2 separate regions of the Oryctolagus cuniculus genome follow, and region 2 is linked to region 1. Evidence: chromatin contacts called from public Micro-C data. All regions are on one chromosome and are shown on one strand. Each heading gives the region's core, a stretch centred on a gene start, on an enhancer-like site or on the middle of the called end of the contact. The rest is flanking DNA. Distances are from core to core; before and after follow the strand shown.

Region 1 (5,025 bases), core at 966-3,465:
GGTGCGAGGTGAGGTGACCACGGGGCAGGGTAGGCGTGGTCCCAACAGGGGGAATTGTGTGTGCAGACACAGGCAGAGGGGAAAGAGAGCTTTGGGCAGCTCTGTCTGACTAGAGCCCGGCCACGAGAGGAGAGGAGGCTTGGCAGAGCGTGGAGACACAGCCATGGCCTGGGGGGTCTCGCTGAGGGGCCACGGCCCGGAGAGTGACCCACGCTCGCTCGGAAGGAATGAAGAAAGCTCTCCCTGGATGTTCCTGGTAGCTTTGGGAACCGCATGGAGGAAAGGCCTGTATTTCCCGGGAAGAAAAGTCCTTGTCAAGGTCCCTGCAGGTGCCTAAAGGTCCACCAGTGAGGATCAGACCCGCCTCAACCTTTAACCCCCATGCCCTGAATCTATAAAAGGAGCTCTCCCAATCTCCGATGTGCGACTTCCCCGGCCCCCCGCTCTGTTGCTCTGTTGGGGCCAGGGACCCTCGCCCGGGAGCGGAACCCCAATAAAAGCCTGTGAATTAATTGATTCGTCTGCCTGGGAAGATCTGTTACGCGCCGGACACCTTGCAGTTCCTTCTTACTTCCCAGCACCATGCGTTGTTTTCTTTTCTTTTCTTTTTTTTTTTTTTTCATTTGACAGGCAGAGACAGAGTGAGATTATCTTCCATCTCCCCAAACGCCCACAACAGCCAGGGGTGGGTCATGCTGAAGCCAGGAGCCTGGACCTCCACTAGGTCTCCCGTGTGATTGGCAGGGACCCAAGCACTTGGGCCATCACTGCTGCCTCTCAGGGTGTGCATTACAGGAACGGAGGAGGGGCTGGCACCTCACTGCCTGCAGTGTCAGCAAACCACCTGGACAGTGGTTCGAGTCCCGGCTGCTCCACTTCTGATCCGGCTCCCTGGTCATGTGCCTGGGAAAGCAGCAGCAGATGACCCAAGTCCTTGGGCCCCTGCACCCACGTGGGAGACCCAGATGGACTTCTAGGCTCCCTGCTTCTGCCTGGCCCAGACCCAGCCTTTGTCCCCATTCGGAGAGTGAACCAGCGAATGGAAGATCTTGGCTCCTCTCTGTGTCTCTGCTCCTCTCTGTAACTCGGACTTTCAAATAAATAGATAAATCTTAAAAAAAAAAAAAAATCGCTGCCGATCCTAAGACCCAAAGCGCCGTTGGAGAGCCCAGCCGGCTTAAACACTTGCTTATTAGCGCCATCTCGGAGACTGGAAGCTTCCAGTCAGAGGAACCTCAGGGAAGCCCAGTGCCCAGGCTGCAGGACCCAGAGCTGGGGGATGGGAGCCTGTGGGCAAAATAAAAAGGGGAGGGGGAACTGCCGAAAGTACAAAGTGCAGCCCTCGCCCCCGCCCCGCAGGACCCCAGGAGTGACTCTGGAGGTCTTAGCCTCGAGGAAGGGCGATTCTCACAGCCTAGGCCCCCAAGCTTCAACCCCCATGGCCCTAGGTCACGGGGCAAAGCACTGGCAGGGCAGGATCAGCGTCGGAGGGCAAGAGCCCCGCACCCCCGAGCCGGGCCGCGCCGCGCCGCAGGTGCAGCGCCGGGCGTTCCACACATCGCCTCATCACAGAGGAGCGGACTGGGCTCCGGAGGGCGGCCTCCGGCTCAGCGCCAACAGGCTCGGGCTGAGGACCCAGGACCAACAGACACCGCCCCACACCTCTCTGAGGTGTCGGGCAGAGGGGCGGGACGGGTGGGGCTGCTTCTGGGACTTTCCTCGCTGAGCTCAGAGCCCCCGAAATAGCCGCTCGCTCCGCCCGCCCGCGGTGGGGAGCCCTGCGGCCGCAGCGTACGGCCCCTCCGAGGGCCCACTTCCGCCTCGCCGGCTCCCGGAGGGCGGCCCCGGGCGACGCCGGCGCACTGAAGCCGGCGCGGCTACGCGGTGGCTGGGCCGCACTCCCGGGCTCTCCCGCGGTCTCCGCTTCGACGCCAGCAGCGAGGGCGGTGGCCGGCGCCGCCTCGCGCCCACCAATCAGCACGCGAAGGCTGGCTCCGGACACGCCCCCTCGGCGACGTCACGCAGCCGGGCCCCGGGAGCCCCGCCCAGTGGCCTTGCCTGGGAAAGGGGACAGGGACCGGGGTGGTGGTGGGGGCTCTGGGAGGGTGGACGCTCCCTTGTCCGTGGCGCACGCTGTAGCCGCTCTAGAGCACAGGGACTCCTACTGTGTCAGTGTTTTTGTTCGCTCGGTCACCCACCTCCCAGCTCTCCCTCCAGCCATCCATCCGCTCAGCCGAGGTGGTTGGGCGCCCCCTGGCGGCGGCCGCTGGGCTTGGAGCCGGGGGAAAGCCATGTGGTCAGCCTTGAACCCTGCGCTTGTCCTCAGGGGGCCCTGAGCGGAGCCAGGAAACCCGACAGTAGTGCATTCTCACCCCGGTCAGCTCCAGGGTGGGGAGGGCCAGCGGTCTGGGCGTCCAGTGTCCCTAGAGAAGTTTCCCTGACCAGGCTCCCGAGGGTGCCTTCCAGGGTGCCTAGGAGTTTGTGCCAAGGCGCTGAGGTTGGCAGGCGCGGGAAGTGAAGAAGGGCTGGCCGGCTGGCAAAGACACACGATGAGACGGGCTCTGAGGTTTGCAGTGATTGGATGGGTCCAGACCTCGAAGGCCTGGGCAAGGCAGCAGGCTTTGGTTCCAAGTGTGATGGGCAGCCGCTGCGTACTGTGTGTGTGTTTGAAGATGTCTGTGTTTAGTTGAAATGGGGAAAGAGAGAGGGGGGGGGGGAGAGAGAGAGAGATACATCTTCCATCCACTGGTTCACTCCCCAAATGCCTACGACAGCCAGGGCTGGGCCAGGCCAAAGCCAGGAGCCAGCAACTCCATCTGGGTCTCCCACGTGGGTGGCAGGAACCCAGGTACTTGGGTCATGCTCCATTGCTTTCCCAGGTGTGCACTAGCAGGAAGCTGGATCAGAGGCAGAGCAGCTGGGACTCAAGCTGGGCACCCTGACGGGGATGCGGGCATCCCAGGCTGCGGCTTGACCTGCTGGGCCACGTGGGTCTCCCCACTCTGCATGGAGAGCAGACAAGCGTGGACACTCGGAGACCTCTGGGCCTCAGGGCAGAGAGCCAGATGAGACGGGCGCTCCCCAGGCAGAGGGATGTGAGCATGCTCCGGAAATACTGGGAGGGCACAGTGCAGGGGCTGGACAGCGGGGGGACTGACGAGTGAGTGGGCAGGGGCTAAGCCATTCATCCGGGGGTCAGCACTTACGCAGGCTCCGCAGAGGCAGACTCCAACCCTGGCTTCAGGTCCTGGCCCTGTCATTTGCTGCCTGTTCACCTTCGGAAGTTATTATTTGGCCTCTGTGTGCCTTGATTTCTCGATCTGTAAAGTGGGGGTCCCCGAGGATTGCTGTGAGGGTTAAGTGAGCACATATAGGTACAGTCTTGCATCTGGGGGTTCACAGGTGGCTCTGAGTCCGGGACCTTGGACTTGATTACGGGGTGAGCAGGCCTCTGTTTCTCACTGGCCTTATACAAGAACTAAAACACAGCGGTGTGTTAGAGCAGTGCTTCCCACACTGGTCTCACCTTAGAATCGCCTGGGTTGCTTTGTTTTGAATTCCAAAGCCCAGGCTGAACACAAGACAATTTAATCATAGCCCAGGTTTTTTTTTTTTTACATTGATTTATTTGAAAGGTGGAGAGAAAGAGAGAGAGAGAGAGAGAGAGAGAGGTGTTTTCCATCCACTGGTTCACTCCTCAGATGGCCACAATGGCCAGAGCCATGGCCATGGTGATCTGAAGCCAGCAGCCAGAGGCTTCTTCTGGGTCTTGCGCCATCTTCCACCGCTTTCCCAGGCCACAGCAGAGAGCTGGATTGGAAGTGGAGCAGCCAGGACTTGAACCGGCGCCCATGTGGGATGCTGGCACTGCAGGTGGTGGCTTTGCCCGCTACCCCACAGCACCGGCCCCAACAACAGCCCATGTAATCGTGGGGGTGACTCCCAGGTGTCAGTATGCTTGAAACCCCTCTCCCCTGAGGTGATTCCAGGTGCAGACGTGTTTGGGAGTCTGCTGTGGAAACACGGGGGCTTCTTTAAAGTAGGTGGTCAGGGAGGGCTTCCTGGAGGAGGTGACACTTGAGATCACAGAGTGAAGAAGAAGCCATCATTGCAGAGTCCAGGGAAAAGCCTTTGGGACAGCGTCTGGCCTGTGGGCTGTGTGGCTGCAGGTGCCTTTGCCTGAAGTGGGATAGATGGCGAGAGGAATGGACTTGGGTTGGTGAGTTCCACAGAATGCGTGAATAATCGTGGCTGTGCTTCTAGGATCTAGGGGTGCTCAAAAGTAAGTCTTGTGGGCTCATCTAGAATGCGCCATCTGCAACACCAGCTTCCCACATGGGCACAGGTTCAAGTCCCAGCTGCTCCAGTTCTGACCCAGCTCCCTGCTAATGGCCTGTAAAAGCAGTAGAAGATGGCCCAAGTCCTTGGGCCCCTGCACCCGCATGGGAGACCCGGATGGAGTTCCTAGTTCCTGGTTTCAGCATGGTCCAGCCTCAGCTGCTGTGGCCATTTGGGGAGTGAACCGCAGATGGAATCTCTCTCTCTCTCTCTCTCTCTGACTTTGCCTTTCAAGTAAATACACTTGTTGAAGAACTCATGGTCACCGGCGCGAGGTACCTGTGTGACCACCTGTGAGGTCCCCACTGCCGCCTGGCTCCCCGTGCCACCCCGAGCAGGGGTTGAGCAGCTGCCCCCCCACCCGAGGCGTCTTCCTCCTCACCCCTCACCCCTGCCCGCCAGGGACAGAGCTGGGCTCAGCGGTGTGCAGCCCCGCCCTGTGCCCCTGCCCCCTACCTCAGGCTGGCTTCCGGAGCCCCCCCCCTCTGGCCCCGGCCTCTGGCTCTGCGTGTGCTGGGGAGAGCCGGTTCTTCACCGGGCGAGGGCGCTGGTGCCTGGAGGCTGGGTACCACCGGACGGGCAAGCGCGTGCAAACTGAAAGCTGTGAGGCCACTGATTGGGGTTTCTGTGAAGATGCGCGTGACTGGGCTGGCTTTCCCTTGGTGTTGGCTACAGGGACAGGTCAGA
Region 2 (4,590 bases), core at 636-3,135, 50 kb before region 1:
GCCTCAGGGACAGCCCCAGATCCCGCCTCCGGCCAGCAAGGCCCACATCCTTCCTCCCTCAGCTGGCCCCTTCGCCTGGCAGGAGGCTGGGGGGTCAGGCTGCTGGGGAACCCCCCCCAGCTCCCATCAGTCCTCATCCCCAGCCCCCGAACTCTGGGTTGCTGTCCCTTTTCCTGTAGAACAGGAAACAAGGTTATTTCCTAGACTGAGAGCCAGCCCCCTGCCCCTCTGGCTCTGCCCGGGGACCCAGACCCAGTAGGGGAAGGCGCCCACAGCCAGAAAGCACGGAGAGTCAGCAGTTCACCCCCAGCTCCCGGCCCAGGGGGCTGACAGCTGTCACTCAGCACCCCACCCCCTGGGGAAGAGGGGGCCGATTCAATCAGAGCCCCAGAGGAAACGCATTGATAGGCGATTATTTATTTATTTATGCAAAAGTGAGCCGACTTTGTTCGCCAGGTAACCGGGCACGCGGCCCAACCCCTCCGGTCCTGGCCGCCCCCAAATCCCTCCTCCGCCCCACACCCCCTCCGGGTCATTAGGTCCCCGCCCCTCAACTCCCAGAGCGCCAGTGGAACCTTGGGATTTGGGGGTTGGAGGGGAGGGGCTCCTCCCTCCGCAGTCTCCCCTTTTCCCAGCGCCGATCCTAAAATCCAGCCTTGTTCTCCGCTCCCACGGTCCCCCTTCATGCCCCCCCCCCCACATTCTCAGCAAGCTGGAGAGCAAATTGCAGTTTTAAATCCAAAGGCGGAGGGAGGGGGAAGGAGGAGGGGGCGCGCGGCAGCGCTGGGCGCGCACCTCGCCCCCGAGCCGGGGGAGCCGCGGGGCGGCCAGGAAACCCGAGAACCCCCCCTCTCCGCCCCCCCTCCCCGTCCACCTCCCCCTCCCCCTTCCCGGCGCTGCCTGCCAGGCTTCGAGCCGAGCCCAGCCGAGCCGCGGGCCCCGGTGGAAACAAAGACCGATCGCACCGCGGGCACCGCAGCCACGGGGTCCGGCGGACCGGACCGGGGGGCGCGGGGGCCCCCCCTGGTGCGCTGCACAAAAGAGCCCAGCCGGCCGGTCCCCAGCGGGGGTCTGGGGCTGGGGAGGAGGCGCCACTCACCGGAGTGCAGGGCTGCCGGCTCCGTGGGTCCGAGCCAGGCGAGGGGCTTTGGGGGGCGTCTGTCTTCCGGCGGCGGCAGCGACGCGGGCGCCCGGCTGCTGGGGAGAGGAGTCGCGGAGGAGCCCTGAGCCGCCCGCCGTCGCTGACAGCATGGCTCGCGCCTCGGCTCACATTCTCCGCCGCTAACTCCGCTGGACACGGCCCCCGCGTCCGCGGCGCCCCCCGCCTCGTCGCTCCTGGCTCTCGCGGCGCCCCTCGCTCCCCCCGCTGCGCACACACTCGGTCGGCCCTGGACACCCCCGCCCCACCCCCCCAAGCGCAAACCTGGGAGGGAACGCGCCCCGCGCAGTCCGCCTGCTCCTCCTCCTCCGCCCTCCGCCCTCCCGCGCTCCCCGGCTGTCTGTCTGTCCCTCTGCCTGTCTCCCCTCCGCGCTCGCTCTGCCTTTCTCTGCTCCCCGAGCTGGGTGGGAAAAGGAAATGAGGACAGAAAGCAGACGCTGGCTTTGGGTGGTGGTAGCTGGATTCCCTCTCTCCCTCCCTCCCCCTCCTCCCTCCCTCCTCCTGCCTTCTGCTCGCTCCGCCGCGAGCGGGTGGCTCGCTCTGCCCGCCCGCCTGTCTGTCTGTCTGGTCCGCCTCGCTAGCTCCCTCCCTCCGTCTCTCGCCCTCGCCCTGCCTGCCTGCCGCTCTCCGTCTCCGCCGCCGCCGCCGCTGCCTCTGCGAGCTCTCCTTACCTTCGCCGCTCACCATCCGGAACCCCAGGGGGGAGCGCGCGCGCGGCACGCCGGGACTTGTAGTCCCCGCCCCGGCCGCTCGGCGCGCGCGGCGGGCGGGGCGAGCGGCTGCTCCGACGGCGCGGCCGCGGCGCGCGGGGACAGTGCGCGCAGGGGCCTGGGGCCGCGGAGCCGGCGGTGGCCGACGGGCCGGGGTGCTTCCCGCGGCCTCTGGGCCCCGTGTTGGGCGCTGTGGCTAGGGCGGAGGCTGCGGGTGGGAGTGAAGGGGGCGGGGCCTGAGAATGGAATGGGAGTGGAACGGGGAGTCGGGGCGGGGCGGGGGGTGCCGATTAGCCAGCGGGGCTGCGACTTGCCGGGGTGTCCCGATTAGAAGGGAGGGGCAGAGGAGAGAAGCGGTTCTTCAATTTGGGGGCGCTCTCCCTTTCTAAAAAGGTCTCCCGTGGCGTACTTTAGCGCGAGCCAGCGAGCCCCGTCCCCTGCACCAGCGACCCCTCCTCTCCGTCTATCTCTGAGCTCCCACACCTCGTTTTCCTGGACGTCCGAGGGCGGCGAGAGCGCTGAAGTCCTGGGTACCCCACAGACAGCCCCACGCGGAAGCAGGATTCAGATTCCACAGCTCTGAGCTCCTGCTGCGCCCGGGGCTGGGCTCAGCACTTTCACCTACCTCCTCTTCAGGTCACATCTGTTCTGCAGCCCCTGGCTGCGGGCCCCCTGCCTGGCCTGACCCACAGATGGGAATGTGCTCGGCCCAGGGCCTGTCGCGGCTGGACGGCCCCGGAAGAACTGCCGCAGGCACCGCGGGCCCCTGCGTCCTGCTACAGCCCGGCGAAATTGTGCTGTGGCTGTGGTCCCCTCCTCCATGCGCTGTGCCTGGCTTCTCTCCGTGCCGTGCTTCTGTGTGCCCTTCCCGGCGCTTCCGTTCAGCAAATGTTAACTGAGGTCCGCCGGGCACAGGCGTCCAGAGGTCCTGCAGGTCCCACCTCCTCCCAGCGGCTGCCCCGGTCTGCACTTCCTCCAACAATGTCTTTGTTCTCAGCCCACCTGTCCCTCACTCCTTTCGCCTGGTCACCATCTTCTCCACACCTGCACTCCTCCCAAGCCCCTCATATTCAACAATCTGGAACCCCCAGAGGGCAAAATAGAGGATGGGGGTGGGAAGTGAAGGGGCTCTTGTTGTGGGGGGAGCTGTGGCAGTGACAGGAGCAGTCTAGGATTCCAACCAGTGCACCCCTCGACTTGCCAGCGTGGCTGCCGTGCCCGGCTGGCTCCATCCGGGAGCAGCTTCTCGCAGACAAGCTAGCCCCTGCACTCAAAGCTGTCCTCCTGGAACGGGGAGCAGTGAGTGGCCAGATAGTGACAAAAGCAGGTCAATGTCATTGGAAGCCCTTTGCAGCTCCATCGCCTGACTCGAGTTCTTACCAGTAGATGAGACTTTGGCATTTCGCCTTAGCTGGCCCTACACAGGACAGAGCCTGGCACCGGGGCGGGTGCGGGAAGCTTGGGTTCCTCTCTTACCCACCCCTACTCCCCGCCCATTAGGCCTGGCCCGCCCGCCCCAGCAGTGAGGACCTGACTCCGTCTAATTCAAGTTTTGGGAGGCAGTGAGATGGGATAAGCCAATACAGGATGGCTTCCGGGAGGTATGGCGTCCAGGTTATTTGGGATGAAGGTGAGTTTGGGAAAGGCACGGGAGGGGCCAGCTCCACAAATGAGAGGGGAATAGAAGTTTAGGGTTTTTCAAGCATGCCCCTCCCACCCCCTCCCCCTTGCTGGTCACCTGCCCCGTCCCCGGAATATATGGGTGCCGTTAGCCCCCAAGTTGTTGACTGGCACTGGGAACCAAGCCCTGTAGAGGTTCCCTGTTACTTGGGGGCTGGTCTTTCTCCCCCAGCCTCTTCAAATTGCTTTTGGGGTCTCCCCAAACTCCAGCCGAGTCTTCTTGTGGACTGCTGCTGCCACCTACTGTCTAATGTCTGCATCTGCGGGCCAGCAGGGCGGCTGGGAAGGCAGGATCCTGAAAGGCGACTGACTGCAGGGAGGGGACCCGGATTCTAGAAGAGCCTGCATCAGCCCTTTCTGGGCTTAGCCGGCTCCAACCACTTCTGCGTCATGGGACGCAGCAGGTGGTAGAGCCAGATCCGGGGAAGTATCCGTGAGAGCCGCGAGATAAACTTGTGGGGCCCCCGGCTTTGGAGACCGCACAGGCGAGGAGCCAGGCAGACCTGCTCTTGAACCCGCTGTTGCTGCTGGTTCCTTCACCTCAGTCTGGGTCTCCCCGCGTGGAAGATGGGGGCGGAGCTGCGGAGACTAACTGAGCACATGGACGTGACCGCACTTTGAAAACCAGCAAGGGCATGAGGAGGAAACATTGAGTCATAATAATAATAATAATAATGACAATAACTGGGAGGTCACAGCAGCCTGCAGCCCGGCCCTGGGCCTCGTGGAGAGGGCAGAAGGCGGTGAGCCTTGGGAAGGGACAGGCTGCTGCCTGAATACGGAAGTTGTAGCTAGGGGGCTGCCTCGGGGGGACCTGAGGGCGCTGCAGAGGGCCACGTCCCCAGAGGCAAGCAGCCCTACAGAGCTACTGGGCTGTCCTGCACCGCTGAGCTGGGGCTCCAGGAGGAAGAAGTCCCTGGGCCCAGAGCCACCATGGCCCTGGTTTTTCTCTGCTTTGGAAGCGAACAGGTCCGAGCCAGGGCCCAAGATACCGCAGAAGCAGGAAGCTTCCTCGTTGTGGTACAGTGGGGCCTAAGGCCC

What was found. A called contact is a pair of places that touch in the nucleus more often than the background predicts.
Region 2: a Micro-C map of ear pinna shows a contact between it and region 1, with 2.5 times the contacts expected there. The contact joins the promoter of AHDC1 here to the enhancer-like site in region 1. A contact is called at or near these places in 5 of 6 Hi-C or Micro-C datasets (ear pinna, embryonic fibroblasts, psoas muscle and 2 more).

The regions. Positions count from the first base shown.
Region 1 is chr7:143,918,096-143,923,120 of mOryCun1.1, reverse strand. No RefSeq gene overlaps it. Among named protein-coding and RNA genes, the nearest start is that of FGR, 23 kb to the left of the region's middle. Within about 2 kb of position 2,215, at least 4 of the 8 cell types and tissues checked have an H3K27ac peak or open chromatin away from gene starts, as enhancers often do. A contact at or near this core is called in ear pinna, where this site is marked.
Region 2 is chr7:143,968,208-143,972,797 of mOryCun1.1, reverse strand. It overlaps AHDC1 (AT-hook DNA binding motif containing 1), which reads right to left and starts at 1,885. Exons shown (of 7, transcript XM_070079004.1): 1 at 1,831-1,885; 2 at 1,100-1,197.